Linked DNA regions of Rattus norvegicus: region 1 is linked to region 2. A link is a contact called in public Hi-C data. All regions are on one chromosome and are shown on one strand. Each heading gives the region's core, a stretch centred on a gene start, on an enhancer-like site or on the middle of the called end of the contact. The rest is flanking DNA. Distances are from core to core; before and after follow the strand shown. Region 1 overlaps Mtus1 (microtubule associated scaffold protein 1). Region 2 holds the start of Mtus1 (microtubule associated scaffold protein 1).

Evidence for each region. A called contact is a pair of places that touch in the nucleus more often than the background predicts.
Region 1: a contact with region 2 is called in a Hi-C map of Schwann cells, with 2.9 times the contacts expected there. The contact joins the enhancer-like site here to the promoter of Mtus1 in region 2. A contact is called at or near these places in 5 of 12 Hi-C or Micro-C datasets (Schwann cells, frontal cortex, hepatocytes and 2 more).

The regions. Positions count from the first base shown.
Region 1 is chr16:58,042,759-58,047,506 of GRCr8, reverse strand. Mtus1 (microtubule associated scaffold protein 1) reads right to left here. Exons shown (of 10, transcript NM_178093.2): 8 at 4,191-4,307. Among named protein-coding and RNA genes, the nearest start is that of Mtus1, 46 kb to the right of the region's middle. Within about 2 kb of position 3,431, at least 54 of the 93 cell types and tissues checked have an H3K27ac peak or open chromatin away from gene starts, as enhancers often do. A contact at or near this core is called in Schwann cells, where this site is marked.
Region 2 is chr16:57,997,262-58,001,646 of GRCr8, reverse strand. Mtus1 (microtubule associated scaffold protein 1) reads right to left here and starts at 2,915. Exons shown (of 10, transcript NM_178093.2): 1 at 2,563-2,915. The coding sequence starts at 2,683. LOC120097428 (a long non-coding RNA gene) reads left to right here. Exons shown (of 2, transcript XR_005494810.2): 2 at 2,298-2,377.

The sequences.
Region 1 (4,748 bases), core at 2,182-4,681, 45 kb before region 2:
TAAACAAGGTTTGTAGTCATAAATACATGAATAAATAAGTTCTCTCACTTCTCAAGCATGTTCCCAATACAGGATACCATCAACAAGTTGAGTGAGAGGAGTGGCACAGTGATGTCTTTATGCACAGACCAGTGTTGACTGGGAAGTAAAGCAGGAAACAGGACATCTAGGACATGTGTTTATCAAGCCACATGAAAAAGATAGCTAGGTAGCAATGTTTTCCTTCTAGGTGACACTCAGAATGTCCCTCTGGGAACTGGTGTCCTACCTAGGTGACTAAGGGTGCTGGGCCTCTTCTCAAGGTGGTAAAGCAAACACTACAGTTTAAGAGGAGGAGGGAGGGGGAGGAGTTAGGGATGAGGAAGGATGAGAGGAGGGAAAAGGGAGGAAGAAAGGGAGAAGGAAGAAGAGGAGGAAGGGAGGGACCTATAGAAGGCAGCCTACAGGTCTTGGCCATACTGAAGAAAGCCTTAAACTTATCCCAGGTTAGTTTTGGCATTTGCCACCACGTAGCCCTATGGAGATCCGATGTGGCGAGGTTAGGGAAAGAAGTAACTGCAGATAGTGTCCCCGGCTCAGCTTGGTCAAGGGACACTTGTGTCTTCCCGATCAGTTGAGAGATTAAAGGCTTTCAAAGTCACTGATCACGGTGGTGAGCCAGTCCCATCCTGGCTCCCTTTCCTAAGGAGTGGTTTATTGCTTCTTTAGGAGGTACACTGGAGCTTAGAATTAACGAGAGGTCGGAATTGACCCCCAAGTCCCTGCCACAGCAACTATGACTCATCCACTTGAATTACAGCACCCCGGAATTCTTGTTCTTAAGGCATACCCGTGTCCAGAAAATGCTCATGACAAGCTACTCAGATGAAATAGTTTTCTAAAAATAAATATGCAGAATGAAAAAAGGGGGAGGGGGGAGAGGAACACCTTGAAATGCTTTTCAAGGTAATAATGCAACCTGGGAAAACTTGGAATAAAAAACTGTGGCAATTGGCCTTAAAAAATGTCATTCTACCAAAGCTGTGTTCTGCAGAGGTAAGAACTCTGTCCTTAATGTCGCAGAGCTTACCGCTGGCAGAGCTAGCTCTCTGAGCCTTAGACAGTTTTCCTCATGCTGAGTGTATGATGGCTAATTGCCAACCCGACAGTACCTTAGATTACCTGAGAAGAAGCCAACGAAAGACTGTCTACTGGCCTGTGGGCGTGCCTTTAGGGATCCACTAGATTGCCTAATGGTGAACAGCACCATCCGGTAGTGACTCAGCCACACGGATGCAGAAGGAGCTTTGGACTCTGTGCTTCCGCTTGCCCTTATGCTCACTGAGGGAGGTTATGGACCCCATTGCTGCGGCTGCCGATTCTGTCTCTGATATTAGAATCAGCTTCTCTGGGCTTCCAGTGTGGACTGATGATCAAGAGGCTCTCCACAAGTCCCACTGGCCTTTGGCACCACATTGGAACTACAGAGGTACCCAACCTTGTGGGTCGAACATGTACCAGGTCCTCAGCCTCGCCAGCAGCCATTGCTGGACTACTCTAAGCTCATCATGTAAGCCCATCTAGCCAATCTTCCTTGAATATATCACTGCGTTAACCCTGTTCCCTTTAGAGAACCCTAATTTACTAAGTGTTTCTATCGTCTCTAAAGGCCTGGAGCTGATAAGTACACAGCACAGCAGAGGCAACAAGTGTACCCATTGTCATAGCAACCTTTCTTCCTGTAAAAACAACGGGGTGATGCCGACTGGCACTGTTATGATGCCTCTTTGGCTGTGACACAAAACAGAACTATCCTGGCTCAATAGAAGTTAAAACGTGTTCGTACTGTTACAGTAGGGCCTTGTATCACTTGAGATCCTCTGATAAGTTCAGGTACATGAGTGGGAGATGGAGCGACAGTGTGTTAACAGGGTTTCCTGAGTCATCGCTGTCGTCCTGCTGAACAGGTGTCACCGGATGACCTTTGTCAAGACCTGCTGTGTGCACTGGGTTGGACCTATTAACAACTAGGAGTTTCATGCATTCCTTTAAAAAAAATGCACTTCCTGTACTTCTGGTACCTCCAAGACGGGCAGAGGTGAAGAGTCCCAGCCGTACATGTCTGCTGCCATCCCGACCCCCACGTGATAGATGGGATGTATTCTCTCAAACTGGAACTGGGCTGGACTTAAAATGCCGGTTGGGAGAATTCCTTAGCGGCTTGGGAGACAATATGCTTCATGGTGGGCAAGAAAGCAATCCTGAGCCACCCAGGCGAATCACGACTACCAAAAGCCATGAGGATGAACTCACACTGAGCCACTCTCTGGTTCCATTCCTAGGAACAGTCGCTGCATTGTAGGCCTGGCATCTGGGGGTCTTTACTGTGACTGCACTCAAACCGACTCTAGTGAGCCCTGGCCTTCACGTTTGTCAACAGACTAGACTGCAGTGGCAGCTCTCAGTCTGTCAGTGCAGCCGGCATCCAGACCCTTGGGTGGCCTAAACCCTTGGAACTTTAGGGTTGACAGGACATAACCAATGTAAAATCTTAGACAATAATCTTTGTATCAGAGGTGCAACCTGAACTGCCACACGTGTCTCTATGACTGGGAGAGCCCACAAGGACTCCACAACACTCCAGGATATCACGTATTCTAGGAGGGGCCCCTGAACCCACCGGTCTGCAAAGCGTCAGTGTGGGAGTAAGGCTCTTTGTGACCATTCAGTCCCAGTTGAGCCATAGTGATGTGTCAAGTGACCAGCCTGATCACGACACCAAGTTTGCTATACAGTGAAGGTACAGAATCTAAGAAACACTCATGTCTGATTGCTAAAAATGGATAGGTCCCCTGGTCACTACATATGTATTCCCTTAAAAATCACTAGCACGTGTTTACTGTGCACAGTAATGAGCCTTCACAGTGCCATTTTTAAGTGTATAATGTACATTAATTGTATCTGCCCTCTGTTTCTCATTCCTGCCTCTCTTTTGCCAGCCCCTACTCTCTTCCAATGCTGTCCCCCTAGTCTCATGTCACACATATGCTTGTTCATCATCTCGGCTCCACATAGGGGAGGAAAATGATATTTGTCTTTCTGGGTCTGGCTTTTTTCACTTAATAGGATAATCTCCACCAATTATTTCTGCAAATGACGTAATTCCATTCTTCATTATGGCATTCAAACTGTGTATAAAAAAAAAAGGGAATACTCTCCCCACTCCCACATTTCCTGACGAAGTGAAGTAATGCCTTCATGTTTCCTTAAGCACTGCCTCCCTCGAAAAGCAGTTAATTATCTCTAGGAAACAAAACACTAAACTAAGCCAAATCTCCCCAAACCAAAAAGCCAAACAGATAAGAGTAACCTTTATGCTCCCTTCTGTCCAAGGCTAGTCTAACTTTGAATGAGACATTTCTTCCAAGCGTGGTGAGTCATCCACAGCTGGGTGGAGGAGGGACAGGCAGCCTTGGGAGGCTGGCAGTTGGGAGCAAAGTACAGCAGGCAGCCGCTAGCCAGGGTCACTTAAAGCTGCTGAGAAATGCTTCCAGCCTAGTTCACGTCCTGGCTAGCAGACTCTGAGTTTCAGGGCTGGACCAAGGCTGACAGTACACATCAGGCACACCCCTCAAACACAGCATCGAGTAGGTTCAAACTCTTATTATGGTTTCCAATAATGCTTGCTGTTTTCCAACTGGGCTAATCTTATCAACACACAATTCTTGTATCAGATTCAAATTCTTTATAAAAAGATACAGAATTCTAATAAATTCTATGGCACTAGTTAACTGAGACGTTCACTGTCTTTCTATCCAGAGTGGGTGCTGCATTAACGTACTGGTTTTAGAATAATTTTTTTTTTTCTGGTTAGGCAAGTAAAGATTCACAGACTACTGAAATGTGAACTTGATTTGTTATACTTTTTCCAAAACTAAATGCTTTGTGTGCATTCTATAAAAAAAGTTCTAGAAAGCAGCAATGAAGCTTTTAATAGACTTGGAAACGAAAAATGCAGCTCTGACCCTTTGGGTACTTTCCAAATATCATTAAGTACAAGAGAGCTCAACCCCACAGCTCCAAAGCTCTAAGCTCTGCCGTCCTATTTCCCAGGCAACACCGCTCGCGCATGGACATGCGCACCCACGCATGCGCACCCACGCATGCGCACACACACAGGCTGTGCTCACTCTGCCCCCCAGGAGACCTACCAGCTTTTCCATCTTCATTAGCTTCAGGTCCTGCTGATGCAGCTTCTCATTCTTGATCTCCAACACAGCTTTCAGGCTTTCTAGTTCTTGCTCCAGATACATGACCTGAGGGTTTTTCTGGAAAAAACACATTAAGACAACGGCTGATTTATTTCACATATTACAGAGTCCAACCTCTGATTCTCTGATAAGACTTGGAGAACAAGCAGCAGGCGACTTATCCCCCACCTCTTTAAAAAACAAAACAAAACAGAGTCATGCTTTGAAACCTAGGCTGACTTGATATTTACAGTAATCCTTCTGCCTCAGCTTCCCATTGCTGGGGGAATGCATTCCCTGACAGGGCCAGCTAAATGTAAGTTTCTTTTCCTCTTTTGTCTTTTTTTTAATACAAGGTCTCATTCTATAGGCCAGGCTGACCTGGGACTCATTCGGCTCAGTCTGGCCTTAATTTGTCTCACTATCCATTTGTCTCAGGCTCCCAAGTGACAGAATTATAAAGACGAGTCACCATGCTTGATTTAACTTCTTACAGCATTTCAAGGAAGTTAAAAAAAA
Region 2 (4,385 bases), core at 1,666-4,165:
CCTAACTTTTCCACGGGTCCTAGGGCAGAGGCCTGGTCTTTATGTTTGTGCAGGAAACACTGCATGAACTGGGTCCACTCCCCAGCCTCCGATTTCTTTTTTTTTTTTTCTCTTTTTTTTAGGAGCTGGGGACCGAATCCAGGGCCTTGTGCTTGCTAGGCAAGTGCTCTACCACTGAGCTAAATCCCCAACCCCCAGCCTCCAATTTCTTATAGGAACTTAACAATCTTGACGAGGAAAGCACTCCTTCGTCCCCAGTCCCTGGTGCTGAGAGAGCGCCATACTCACAGCTGGGGGAAAAATCTTTAAGGTAAAAAATGTAAACAGAGCTCACAGGTTGTGCTGCTGCCTCACTTACTGTGTGCGCTTGGGCAAGTCAGTTCATGTGCCCGGGCCTTCCCAGGGTAAAGTAAGGAGCACTCTCCCTGCTACGTGTATTACAGGTCTAAGGACTAGGACTCTCAGCAAAAGGGTTTTAAAATACTTCTATAAGCTCAGAAAACAACATGGCAAGAAAACACATTATTAACTGAACTCTGGTCATTCAGGCTCAAAGTACCAGCTTAACAAAGGCGTTTACAAACAAACGTCAAGCCATCGGTGGGTGGAACAAGTGAAAGCACTGTTCAGTCAGCAGCGCTTCACACTGTTAAAGGTCTGGGATAAAGGCTGGGTTGTGCGGCTCAGTAGGTAGAGCGCCAGTCAAGCAGGTACCAGACCCGGCTCCATCCCTGGCACCTTCTCCACCCAAAGAAGAATGAAGTGGGTAACCATGAAACTCTAAGATACGGTAACCTTACAAAGGGCAGCAATTAAAACAGCAAAACCAAGCTTCCAAGTCTGCCTAACGATGAGGCTATGAAAGGCTCCCATAAGCTTGTTTCTGGCTAACCTACTGTAGGAAAGGTAACCAGAAGACTGTGACAGTGAGAGACGATAGAGTCGGGGTTAGAAAGAGGCACATTTGGCTGACGCTGTGCCCTCAGACCTTCTCTTTCTGATTTTATTTTGAAAATTTACTCTTTAGAAATTTCACACACATATAATGTATTTAGATCCTATCTGCCCACTGCTCCCAAGCCTTTTACCTTAGAGCAGGTCCTACATTAGTTTTAGAAATTAATATTGGGAGCTGCTTGTGCTTTGGAACACGGAAATTATTGTTAACATAAAGCACACTTGTTTGTATAATGTAGGGGGGTGGGATGAACCAGGAAGAGCTGGAGGAGAAAGAATAGGATGAAAATTATATGAAAAAATTAATAATATAATAGTAACAGTAACAGAGCACACCTGTATTTTTTTAACCTTTTTTATATAGTTGTAATATATTTTTAATTTCAGGGGACAGGCAATTAAAGCCAAGGTCTCAGCAGCCAGCAAGCTCCCCCCACCATGGCCCCCACCTTTTTTTTTTTAGGGGTGAAATGAATCACAGTGGCATTTGGGCTGGGCATGGCCCCAGTTCTCTTCATTTACCTTCAGCCATCAGACCTGGAAGGAAAGGCCAGCCAACTCAAATGCCCGGCCAAGGGGAGTTATGAAACGAGGAAAGGAAGCTGGGGAAAAAAATATCAAGATCATCCCACAGGGAAGGCAGATGCCGCTGAGAAGATGAAAAGCTGTCAGCACGATTTAAAAAAGAAAATCACCAGGGACAGTGAGCCAACTGAAAAACAAGAGGCACACAGGAAACACACACACATGGCATGGGAAAATCGTGCATTTGCATGCCCATGAAGCAAGCCTGTTAAAGGGAACACAGGGCAGCCCCAACCAATTATAAGGAGACTTAGGCTGTCACACAATGGAATCAACTTAATTCACCACCACTGCGGTCTTAGTACCTGAGCGTAAGCAGACGGGTTTACAGGTGCTTGAAGGGATGCACCCAGGAGAGTTCCCGGTTACGCACAGCAGAATGAAAGGCGGCGGCGGCAGCAGCATACACAGACAGCAGCAGCAATATTCCATGACCACAGCTGTTTGCACTAGGAAGACTGGAAAACTAAAGTGAGGTCCGCTTACTGGCCCTCCGCAAGCATCTGGGTGATTTTAGGAGTGTTTACAATGTGTGTGTATGTGAGTGTGTGTGTGTGTGTGGGGGGGGGTCTTTCCATATACGGAAATGCCATCTTAGTGAGAAACTGCTAAACTGCAAAACAAAACCACAGAAACCATCTCCTTTCCCAATGCAAAGAGAAGTCGTCTCAACATGCTCACTACCTATTTCCAAAAATCATTTGAAGACAGATGTGAATTAACAGGTGTTTGGTTTTTTTTTTTTTTTATAACAGATTTGGTGGCTGAGGAGAGCTTCAGAAAGTTGCAAGGCAATGACCCTGCATCCATAAACTCAGACAAGCCTACAGCTGCCGAAGTACCCTCCCCTCCTGCTCGACACAAGAGAAAACTGCTCCTTGTCACCAGTCAAGTCTCTCCTTTTAAAGAGGGCTTTATTTCCCAATTATCTGTCTCCATAGAAATCTGAGAAGCGTTTGCAAGTTCATCAGCATATCCCTCCCCGGTTTGGTGCTGAGCAGAGACCAGGGCATGACCAACCTGTGTGGAAAATGACAGTGTTTTTCCTGAGCCCAGAAGGAAGCCGGAGGTTTCGAAGCAGTCCCTTGGCGGTTAGGCGGACGTGAATGGTGGATAAGGAGAATTTGGGAGACAACAGCATCTCTTCGAAGCCAGTGGGAGAACTTCGCAGGGGAAGCAGCTTTTCCAGGGACCATCACATACTGTCCCTTTGCAACTCGGTGTTCTTCCAGGCCAAGAGACACAGCCAGAGCAAAACAAGCTTACATAGCTGACGCCAGGCCACCCAGAGGGGGAAATAAAGCTATCCTAGGGCTCCAGGCTTCCGTTCGCACTCCCAGATGTTGCTAAAAAAACAATGCCCTCCGTCTGAGCAAGAGCTGTGAGGAGCAGGTCCGGAAGCAGGCAGCCCTGGTTACATCACACTGTACATGCCATGGGTTGTTGTGGCTCCCATCAGGGATGGAAAGGGGAGGAGAAAGTGGGTGGTCTCAGGAGCTTTATGTAACAGCCAATGATGTCGCAGGTCCTGTCACTACTTGGAACAGGGAGAAGGGAAATTAACCACCTCACATGCCTAATGTCTATTTATTAGCTAGGCAAAAAAAAAAAAAAAAAAAAAAAAAAAAAAGCCATGAGATTTCATTAGAGTGATCTGTGAACTGATTCCATTTCTTTTTGTTTTTTTAACTGCACAGGCTCACACTATTACCACCGGGCATTTTTCCAGGTATTTTACCTGGTTATGTGTAAACCTGATTACCTGGATTAAAAGTGAGCAAACAGATCAAACCCTTCAAGCAACAAATGCTTCCAAGCTTTAAAATAAAATAAGCTTTGCTTTTTTTTTTTTAACTACGCTAATGACAGGGTGTCAAATTTTCACCTCTAATTCTCATTAGTTTGAGAACCAAACTAAAAATGTAACAAGTTAGTGCACTTTCTGTGTACCAGATCTGCTTCAGAGACTCGGTAAGCAATACCATGAGACAAACAAGTCTTACACCATCAACAACTCACTGAACGTTGCAACTGATAAAAAGCAGTTATTCCGAAATCCCACACAGCATCTGAGAGTCGGAGCGGACAGGAGAAAGAGAGAACTGGAATAACTCAACCCCTTGCTTGCACCCCATGCCCTGTCCTGTCAGAGGATGACAGAACATACCAGCAGCCCACAGAGGCCACACCCACACCCAACCAATCTCCTGAAGAACACATCCAGGGCAACAGGAATAGCAACAATGGAGTTACAGCAGTGGTTCTCACCCTTCCTTATGCTGCAACTTAATACAGTGCCTCATGCTGTGCCCTCCACCCCCACCATAAAATTGTTTTCCTCATGACTGTGATTTTGCTACTGTTAGGAGTGTAATGTAAACGTCTGTGCTTTCCCATGGTCTTTGGTGACCTCTGTGAAGAGGTCGTACCACTGAATTAGCGTCAAAGAAACAGATCTTTGGGCTTTCTTTTCCTCTGTTAAATCACAGGTTGTTATTTTTAAAACCATTAAACTCCTTTCTCCAAATTCGGAATATTAAAACAAAAACAAAAACAAAAACAAAAAAACCAGAACAAAACCAAAAGCCAAGCTCCTCATTTGCTATCAAAAACATGTTCTAAAAAGGTATCAGTAAGAATCAAAACTGCAAACTGAATGAGAAATAAAATTAGTGTCACAAATAGACACACCCACGCTTGTCCGTGTAGTCAGTTTTTTGGTTTCTGGGTGGGATCTTTTTCAGGGGTTGTGGTTCTTTTGTTAATAGTAAACGATTCTGTCACAGGGAAACCCATTGGCTTAAACTACCCAAAGGAAGAAATAACCAATAATGTACATTTAC